Regions from separate parts of the Rattus norvegicus genome. Here region 1 is linked to region 2. A link is a contact called in public Hi-C data. All regions are on one chromosome and are shown on one strand. The core of a region is the stretch at or near the end of the contact, and the rest is flanking DNA. Distances in the headings are between cores, read along the strand shown.

The links. A called contact is a pair of places that touch in the nucleus more often than the background predicts.
Region 1: a contact with region 2 is called in a Hi-C map of mammary epithelial cells, with 2.0 times the contacts expected there. The contact joins two enhancer-like sites. A contact is called at or near these places in 7 of 12 Hi-C or Micro-C datasets (the A7r5 cell line, the Rat2 cell line, Schwann cells and 4 more).

What each region holds. Positions count from the first base shown.
Region 1 is chr10:4,679,093-4,683,143 of GRCr8, forward strand. The region is part of intron 13 of Snx29 (sorting nexin 29); the gene reads right to left. Among named protein-coding and RNA genes, the nearest start is that of Snx29, 120 kb to the right of the region's middle. Within about 2 kb of position 2,464, at least 15 of the 93 cell types and tissues checked have an H3K27ac peak or open chromatin away from gene starts, as enhancers often do.
Region 2 is chr10:4,545,897-4,550,036 of GRCr8, forward strand. All of the region lies in intron 15 of Snx29 (sorting nexin 29), which reads right to left. Among named protein-coding and RNA genes, the nearest start is that of Snx29, 260 kb to the right of the region's middle. Within about 2 kb of position 1,720, at least 20 of the 93 cell types and tissues checked have an H3K27ac peak or open chromatin away from gene starts, as enhancers often do.

The DNA.
Region 1 (4,051 bases), core at 1,214-3,713, 130 kb after region 2:
CTCACACACACGCACACACACATGCACACGCATGCACGCACATGCACGCATGCACACACACACGTGCCTTGTACACACGCATGCATGCATACACAATGCTTTTTTAATCTAATACAAAGAAGTTGGTGCGAGAGAGTCAGTGGTTAAGACTTTGGCTGCTCTTGCTATAGGACTCAGGTTTGGTTCTCAGCATCCACATGGTGACTACAACTATCTATAGCTCCAGTTCCTGGGCATCTGATGCCCTCTTCTGCCTTACTGAGCACCAGGCACTCACGTGGTGCACATATGTATACACACTTAGGCAAAACACAGAAAATAATGTAAGAGTCCATCAGAAGACCCCCGGCTCAATAAGGCTACAGAGACCGGAATTGCTGCAATCTGCAAGAGGTAGATTGTTCCAACGTATGTTGGGGTTCCCCAGCACGCAGGCAAGACACTTTTTATAAACATTTTGGCAGAGAATTCAGCAGTAGCCTGAGTTGGACAACTGCAATTGGTTACCCTGAGCAACATTTAAAATTATCGGTCAACTCGAATGGGAAGGCTGTCTCTTTCATTTGGCCCTGTACTGCCCATCTTGTGGAATTTGTGCTATTTCCTGGTATTGTCTTTTTTCCGAGTCACTTCCTTCACTTTTTTGCTGTGTTGAGATTTGAACTCAGAGCCTCACACATGCTTAGCACTTTTCACTTAGCTAAATCGCCAGCTCTGAGACTATGTCCCACCTCTGAGTCCATCTTCCTTTGGCCTTTAGACAGATGCAATATCGGAATTCAGAAGCTATCCTAGACCATGAAATGACCTGAAACATAAGCCAGAAACAGTAGAACAACACACAAGGGACAAATATTCAGAGGTTAACTCATTCAACGAAGCCCTCCTGCATCCTGGTGCCCATGGGGCATCCTGCCTTGAGCAGACACATCAGTGACCAAATGAGACAAGGCCCTGACCAGACTGAAGTGTGAACACAAAGGTAGAAACGTACAAAATGAAAAATGCCACACAAAACAAAAAGAGCATCATGAAAACACTGGGAGGAGGCACTGCTCTGTGGGGTTTGAAAGACAAAGAAACAGTGAGGAAAACCAAGGGTACAGGAGAGGCCCTTCCCAGACAACCTGGAAAAGGAAATTGCCTCGTGAGAGTTTCTGAGCACTCTGTGCACACGAAAGGACTCCTTTTTCCTATCACAAGGAACCCAGCAAGCTGGGTTCTGGGGCAAAGCTTCTCCACACTGCAGGCCACTGCCTCCTACATGTAGGACAAGCACTCTTCACAGTCCTTGGTTTTCTGAGACAGAGTCTCCTCGATAGCCTAGGCTTGCCTCGAATTCAGAATCCTCCTATCTCAGTTACCTCATGCCCAGCTCTGTGTGAGTTTTGTTAAAATTACACTTATTATTTTATGTGTAGTGTGTGTGTGTACCTGCACACATGCATGTGCCATAGAGCACATGTGGAGGTCTTTTAAGAACTAGATTGCATTTGCAGTATAAGGTGAACTTAAAATCCCTAAGTTATAGACAGCAGGAAGTGCTGGGCCCCTCTCCCCCAGCTGATGCTGCCACAGTCCTCTGGGAACTGGAAAGGTGAAGGAAAAAATATGGCATCTCAGACCCCAGGTTATTCCTTAGCTAAGGCTCTGTGTCCTACAGCAATAGAAGGGAAGAGGCCACAGCCTATGGAAGGAGAGGACAGGAAATGAGACATGGGAACATTAATGCCATCATCTTGAGCCCCCTCAGTACACCCGCCATGTTTGCCTTTTCTCTGTCTTATCCATTTCTGCAGACGTGTAGTTTAAAACTGACTCACTTCTACTAGTCTCTAGAACATATTATCTTATTTCCAACAGTCAGAGGACAACTGAGGGGTCACTTCTCTCCGTCCACCATCTGTGTCCCAAGGATCAGACTCAGGTCATCAGGCTTAGCTATAAGCACTTTTACCTGCTGGACCATCTAGTCCCTGCACCACCACCACCACCCCCACACACACATACACGTACACACACCTTATCATTTCCAAATGGTTCATTGGGATTTTTAAAGCCCAGCAGGCAACTTTCTGGGATTTTCACCTTGGAGCGAGCATTCAGTGAGGTTAAGTTTGCATCGTCTAAAGAAAATGGCATCTGAAGAAAAGTTCATCTGCTGGTGGTAGAACCAAGGCTAGTGTGTCTGAGACTCAGATCCCCTTTATGCAAACCCGTGAATGCAAACTTTGCAGCACACAAAGTCTGCAAAACTTCCAGAGCCACCAGACCTGACAGTTGTCTCTCTTTAAACCACATGGCTGCTGTGGCCAAAAATATCTCCCCTCTGCCAAGCTTCCTGTTGCTCACTCTTGGTCTCCAAAATAACAAGAAGCGGCTTGGCAGTGATGTCATACTGCCACTGTCACTGCCTTCAGTGACTATATTTAAGACCTAGGTTTCATGTCAGTGACACAGAAATTGCCACCTTGTGAGCCGAACTGTACTAGAAAGATTTGAAAATTACTTTCTGTGAATAAGCAAGTTGCATATGCTGCCTTCTTTCAGGGCAGAGGAAGGAGCTCCAGCTTCTCATTCTCACTGTTTCCCCAACAGCAACATCTCTCCCAATGGGTCACCTCCTTAGGGCTCTCTGTTCTCCCTCCATGCTGCTCTGTAAATTTAATTCTGTCCTCTCATCTCCACTACCTCCCGTTAGGAAAGGCAGCCAGATGAAACACTAGTGAACAGTGACCACGCCCCCACCCCACCCCCACAGGCATAAGGGGCATAACCTGTCAATGAGGGCTTGCTTGTATCTCCTGGTTCTGGTGACTTTATCTCCTCCTGCTTCTGCACTTTGGTGTGGAAAAGAGACATTTGAGATACAATCCCCAACTCCTCCTGAACAGCTGCAGGCTTCTCATATTTTGATGAACTGCAGAGAAGGTGGTTCAACTTTTGTGGGGAACACCTGCAGTGGGTACTGACAGGTCTGCTGCTCACGTATATAACATACTTGCAAAGGCAGACACTCACACAAATACAGCATCCTGCTCATTCCTCCGGAAATCCAGTTCCTCAACAAAGCCTGAGTCTAAGAAGACGATTTAGAGTCAGCAGACAAACAATGCGTGGCTTTCTCCACTGCCTGAGATTGCTTGAACAGTGCCTAAGGCGTTCATGCCCGCCGTCCCACCGCTGTGCTCCATCACTTCCCTTGGAGAAGTACCAGGAAAGCCCACACTGACTCTCAGCTTCAAGAGAATCTCACTGCTCCTTTTGTTAGAGAGGGAACGTGCACATTTTCAGGTCAAGAGGCAACGTTCAAGCGTTTGGCCCCTCCACCTTCCTCCCTCAGAGGGAATCTAACCGAACTCCACCTTCTAAGACCCAAGAGCAGGAGTCAAGCAGAGGTGAACCAGCACTGGCCGTAGTGAGCGTGTCCTACTTAGTGACCTAAGAAAGGCAGATAGCTTGCTCCACTACAACCATCATGCCATGACTATGGGATCCTACTCCAGAGATTACACAGAAAGGAAACAGAGGGACGGAGAACTGCGACAGACACAAGGATCTTACTTACAGCAGTCACTACCATCTCATGAAAGTGGATGTGGACTCAGTACTCACATGGCTGGGAAAGACTGCAAACACTGTGACAGCCTGCTCTGAGAGTGTGGGTATAGACAGACTCTTTACTACAAAGAGATTGTCTTCATTTGCTCTGCACTACCGCAATACAGTGCTGAGATGACACAGAAACTGCTTTCAATCATTAACTATTCCATCCTGGTTTTTGGTTTTGTTGTTTCCAGAGAGATCTTGCCACATAGCCCAGGGTAGATCTAACCTACTAGATAGTCCAGGCCAGCCTAGAATTTGCAGCCTTCCTACCTGAGCCTCTAGGCTAGGCATTACAGATGTGCATTACCTGGTTAGGAAACCATATCCTAAAGCAAGCACGTCAACGGTTAGGGGTAGCTTCCTGCTGCCAGAGTCAGGAGAAACAGAGCTGGAAGGGAGTCTCTACAAAGCTACCTTGACCTTTCCAGGAGCAGCTCCCTCC
Region 2 (4,140 bases), core at 470-2,969:
CAGGCACATGGTGTAGACAATCCCTCAGCCTTCAGACAACACTTAGTTGGCATCACCTCTTGTGGCAGTATGCTGCTGCAAACTGAATGAGGAAAGGTGGACTTGGCATGACCTGGGTCCCTTTTCCTTGACCCCCTCCTCCTTACAGAGCTCTCCTAGGAAACCCATCTTCAGAAGAGACTGCCTGCCATCCGCTGCAGGAGCAGAAGGCTGAAGAGAAGAGAAGGACCTGACTGGGAACTCCTCTGTGCTAGGACCAGAGCCACAACTCCAATCTTACCCAGTGTTATGCTGTGCTTTGATACAACTCTGCAGTCCACTGAGGGGACAAGCAGTCCCAGAGATATCCCTGGGTGTCCATGGCTCTCTCACCCCAAAGCTTTGATGAGCACAGAGACAATCTCTGTCCATAACGTGGCCAGTACTTGCAGTGAGCCTAGTGGGGAGCTCACCCATCAAGTCTGCCCTTCTTTATTTTCATTTGAAGAAAGGAACTTTTGGGAAGGATCTGCAGAGTGATGGGGAAGCCATGTGGAACCCTTGCACTTGTCCCCAGAGGACATGCCTTACAGTGGCCCAAGACAGCTATCACCCTTACACTTTGGATGCTGGATTGGACGTTGCCTTCAATCCCTTCTGCAAAGGCAGAAGTGTGGAGCAGTCTCTCAGGACATTGCCACCTCAGCATCAGCTGGAACAGAGCAGGGATTTCAAGGCCTGTGTAATACTCTTCGGTCCAAGACTCTGCTAATCCAGCAAACTATGAAATACATTCAAAAAGTCTGCTTCACATTTGAGCAGGTTACAGCTGCCAATACCCTGCTGTGACAGACTAAAGGGACAAGTGACCTCACTTTGTTAGGTGGGGATGTTGTCCTTTCCTGTTTGAAGCCTAGGGAAAATAACGAAAAGGCTGTCCCTGCCCCAGAACAGCAATGGTTCTCAGAGCAAGTGAGTCCTATGTCAAAGGCAAGTCAGGAAAACAGCTAGAACCAGGAAGAGGGCTGCTGAAGGTAACATTTCATAGAGCACCTTGAGAAAATAAAACTGAAAGTCAAAAATTATGATAAGAAATCACAAACTTTGAAGTAAAGAAAATGTGATGGTGGGATCTTAATTGTAACGGTCAGACTAAGCGGCACCTAGGAGACTGGCGAGGCACCCTGGGATCTTAATTGTCACAGTCAGACTAAGCGGCACCTAGGAGACTGGCGAGGCACCCTGGGATCTTAATTGTCACGGTCAGACTAAGCGGCACCTAGGAGACTGGCGAGGCACTGGGGTGGTCCACTTGAACTGCAGGAGGCACCGTCCAAGAGGCTGGGAATCAGCTCCAGCACACAGCCATCTGTAACGCAGTCCCAGGAAACCCGACGCCCTCTTGTGACGTCTGAAGGCACCAGGCATGTGGGAGATATGTGTTTGTAAACACCCACAGGCAATATGGCAACTAAACCAGAGGCAGCAGCACCTGAGCAGCCAGCAGACTGACTGGAGCAACTGAACAAAGTTGGAATCACAAGATCATTTTTTTTTCTGAATTAAAATCAGTTTGCTAACAATTCAAAACTAAAGTTTCAAATAAAAAACATGGCTCCTTTAAAAACGAAAGCTTTTAGGGCAGCACAAATATGCGCCCCCCCCCCCCCCAGCAGTAATAAGTAAGGCTGAGCTGAAAGAGGAAGCTGTGCCCTCCGGTTCCCTGGCCCTGCCATGTGAGTCATCAGGATGCATGAGTGGAGTGGACACGAGCAGCCCCAGTGGCAGCCACAGTGGCACACGTGATGGCAGGGCAGATGAAATTTAGACCCTGTTAGGACATCACAGCCATCCAGCTGGAGATCAGCAAAGGTGTCTAAGGGGGCAGGGTATCAAAACTGAAGCTCCTGGCATAAAGGTAGGGACTCTAATTCCAGCTCTAATTCCAGTGAAAAGGTGCCTTCTCACTCCTGTCTTGTAAATGCCTCTCTGTCGCTCGTGTGTGTGTGTGTATATCTGTTCATGTGGGAATGTGCACACACATATATACATACGGAGTCCTCATATGCATGCCAAGTCTCTTCCACTAAGACTCTCTGCCTTAGGTTTTTGACATAGGAGCTCTGTGTACTAAACCCAGACCATATCAATTCAGCTAGGCTGGCTGGGCAAAAGCAGGCTCCTGTCTCTGTCACGCTCTTCCTCAGTGACGGCAACACACACATGCTGCTATGCCCAGCTTTTGCGCAGATGTTGAGGGGCCAAGCTCAGCTGCTGACGCTTGTAAAGTAGGCACTTTGTGCACTGAGCCATCTCCCCAGACCCCACTCCCACCTCTGCAGAGTGTACTTTCTATTCTTCATTCCTTTGCTTCCTATCTATAAAAGCGGCAATCACTAAATGATGCTCACTCTGATCAGATCAGCCTGAGGACTAAAGGAGACAGTAGTACATGACAGCCGTCCCCACAGAAATACATACTCTGCAAGTACTGAAACCAGCATGGCTACCTTCCCGCAGCCTTCTGCATCAGCCCTGACACCGTCCCCTCCATCACCACATCACTATGATCCCCACCATTTCCTGCTTTATGACCTCATCCTCTACCTCGTGTTACCCTAACTCCCAACCTCCCCAACCTCTATTACCCCAGCACCATCACCTACCACTGACTTCTCGCTTCATCTCCATTTCCTGCCACCATCACCTCCTCTTCCATCTCATCTCCATCACCCCTATCACCACCATCACCACCATCACCTCCTCCTCCATCACCACCATCACCTCCACCTCCATCATCACCATTACCACCATCACCTCCTCCTCCATCACCACCATCACCTCCACCTCCATCATCACCATCACCTCCTCCTCCATCAACACCATCACCTCCTCCTCCATCATCACCATCACCTCCTCCTCCATCATCACCATCACCTCCTCCTCCATCAACACCATCACCTCCTCCTCCATCAACACCATCACCTCCTCCTCCATCAACACCATCACCTCCTCCTCCATCAACACCATCACCTCCTCCTCCATCAACACCATTACCTCCTCCTCCATCAACACCATCACCTCCTCCTCCATCAACACCATCACTCCTCCTCCATCATCACCATCACCTCCTCCTCCATCAACACCATCACCTCCTCCTCCATCATCACCATCACCTCCTCCTCCATCATCACCATCACCTCCTCCTCCATCAACACCATCACCTCCTCCTCCATCAACACCATCACCTCCTCCTCCATCAACACCATCACCTCCTCCTCCATCATCACCATCACCTCCTCCTCCATCAACACCATCACTCCTCCTCCATCAACACCATCACCTCCTCCTCCATCAACACCATCACCTCCACCTCCATCACCACCATCACCACCATCACCTGCCATTACCCTTTTTCTCTAGCACAGTACCATCATCTTCATCACCTCCTCTTCTGCACTCCATCTCTGCCATCCTCTCTATCATCATTTCTTCCTCCATTATCTCCTTACTCCATCCCTTCTTCCTCTCATCCATTTGCCACCACTACCTCGTACATCACCATAGATACAGAGAGGACAAAAATTATCCCCTTAGCTGAGTCTGCTTTAGACCTTCTTGGCTCTTCCTTTACCCCAAGCCACCCACACTCTTCCTTCCCAACAAAGACACTACTACTTTGTGGCTTATTGACTGTTTCCCAACTTCCTTTTGGCTGCTGAAGCATTCACCATGTTTTAAAAATATACCTATCTAAAGACATGTCTCTATTTCACACTACACGAAAAGGCAGTCTTTTCCTCCCAACACTGCACTGGAGTGAGTGTTCAGAGAACTGAACTTTACACTGCAGTCTCCCTGCCTCCCATTTCTTGACACTCATCATCCATGAAGTCATAGATTCTATGGTGGCTCAGAAGACCTACATATACACGGCATGTGTAAACTTTAGTTTCCACAGATTTCAAATGATCAGAAAGCTGATATAACCACATTCTTTATAGTGTCACACTAAGATAACTGATGTCTGTAATTATGGTCCCGAGGCATGGCGCACTCCCTAACTGCCTCCTGCGTTATCGAAGATAAAATCATGCTCAGATGCCTTTTAGCATTAAGCATATTTTAATCATATTCTCATTCTTGGAGCATTAGTAACCC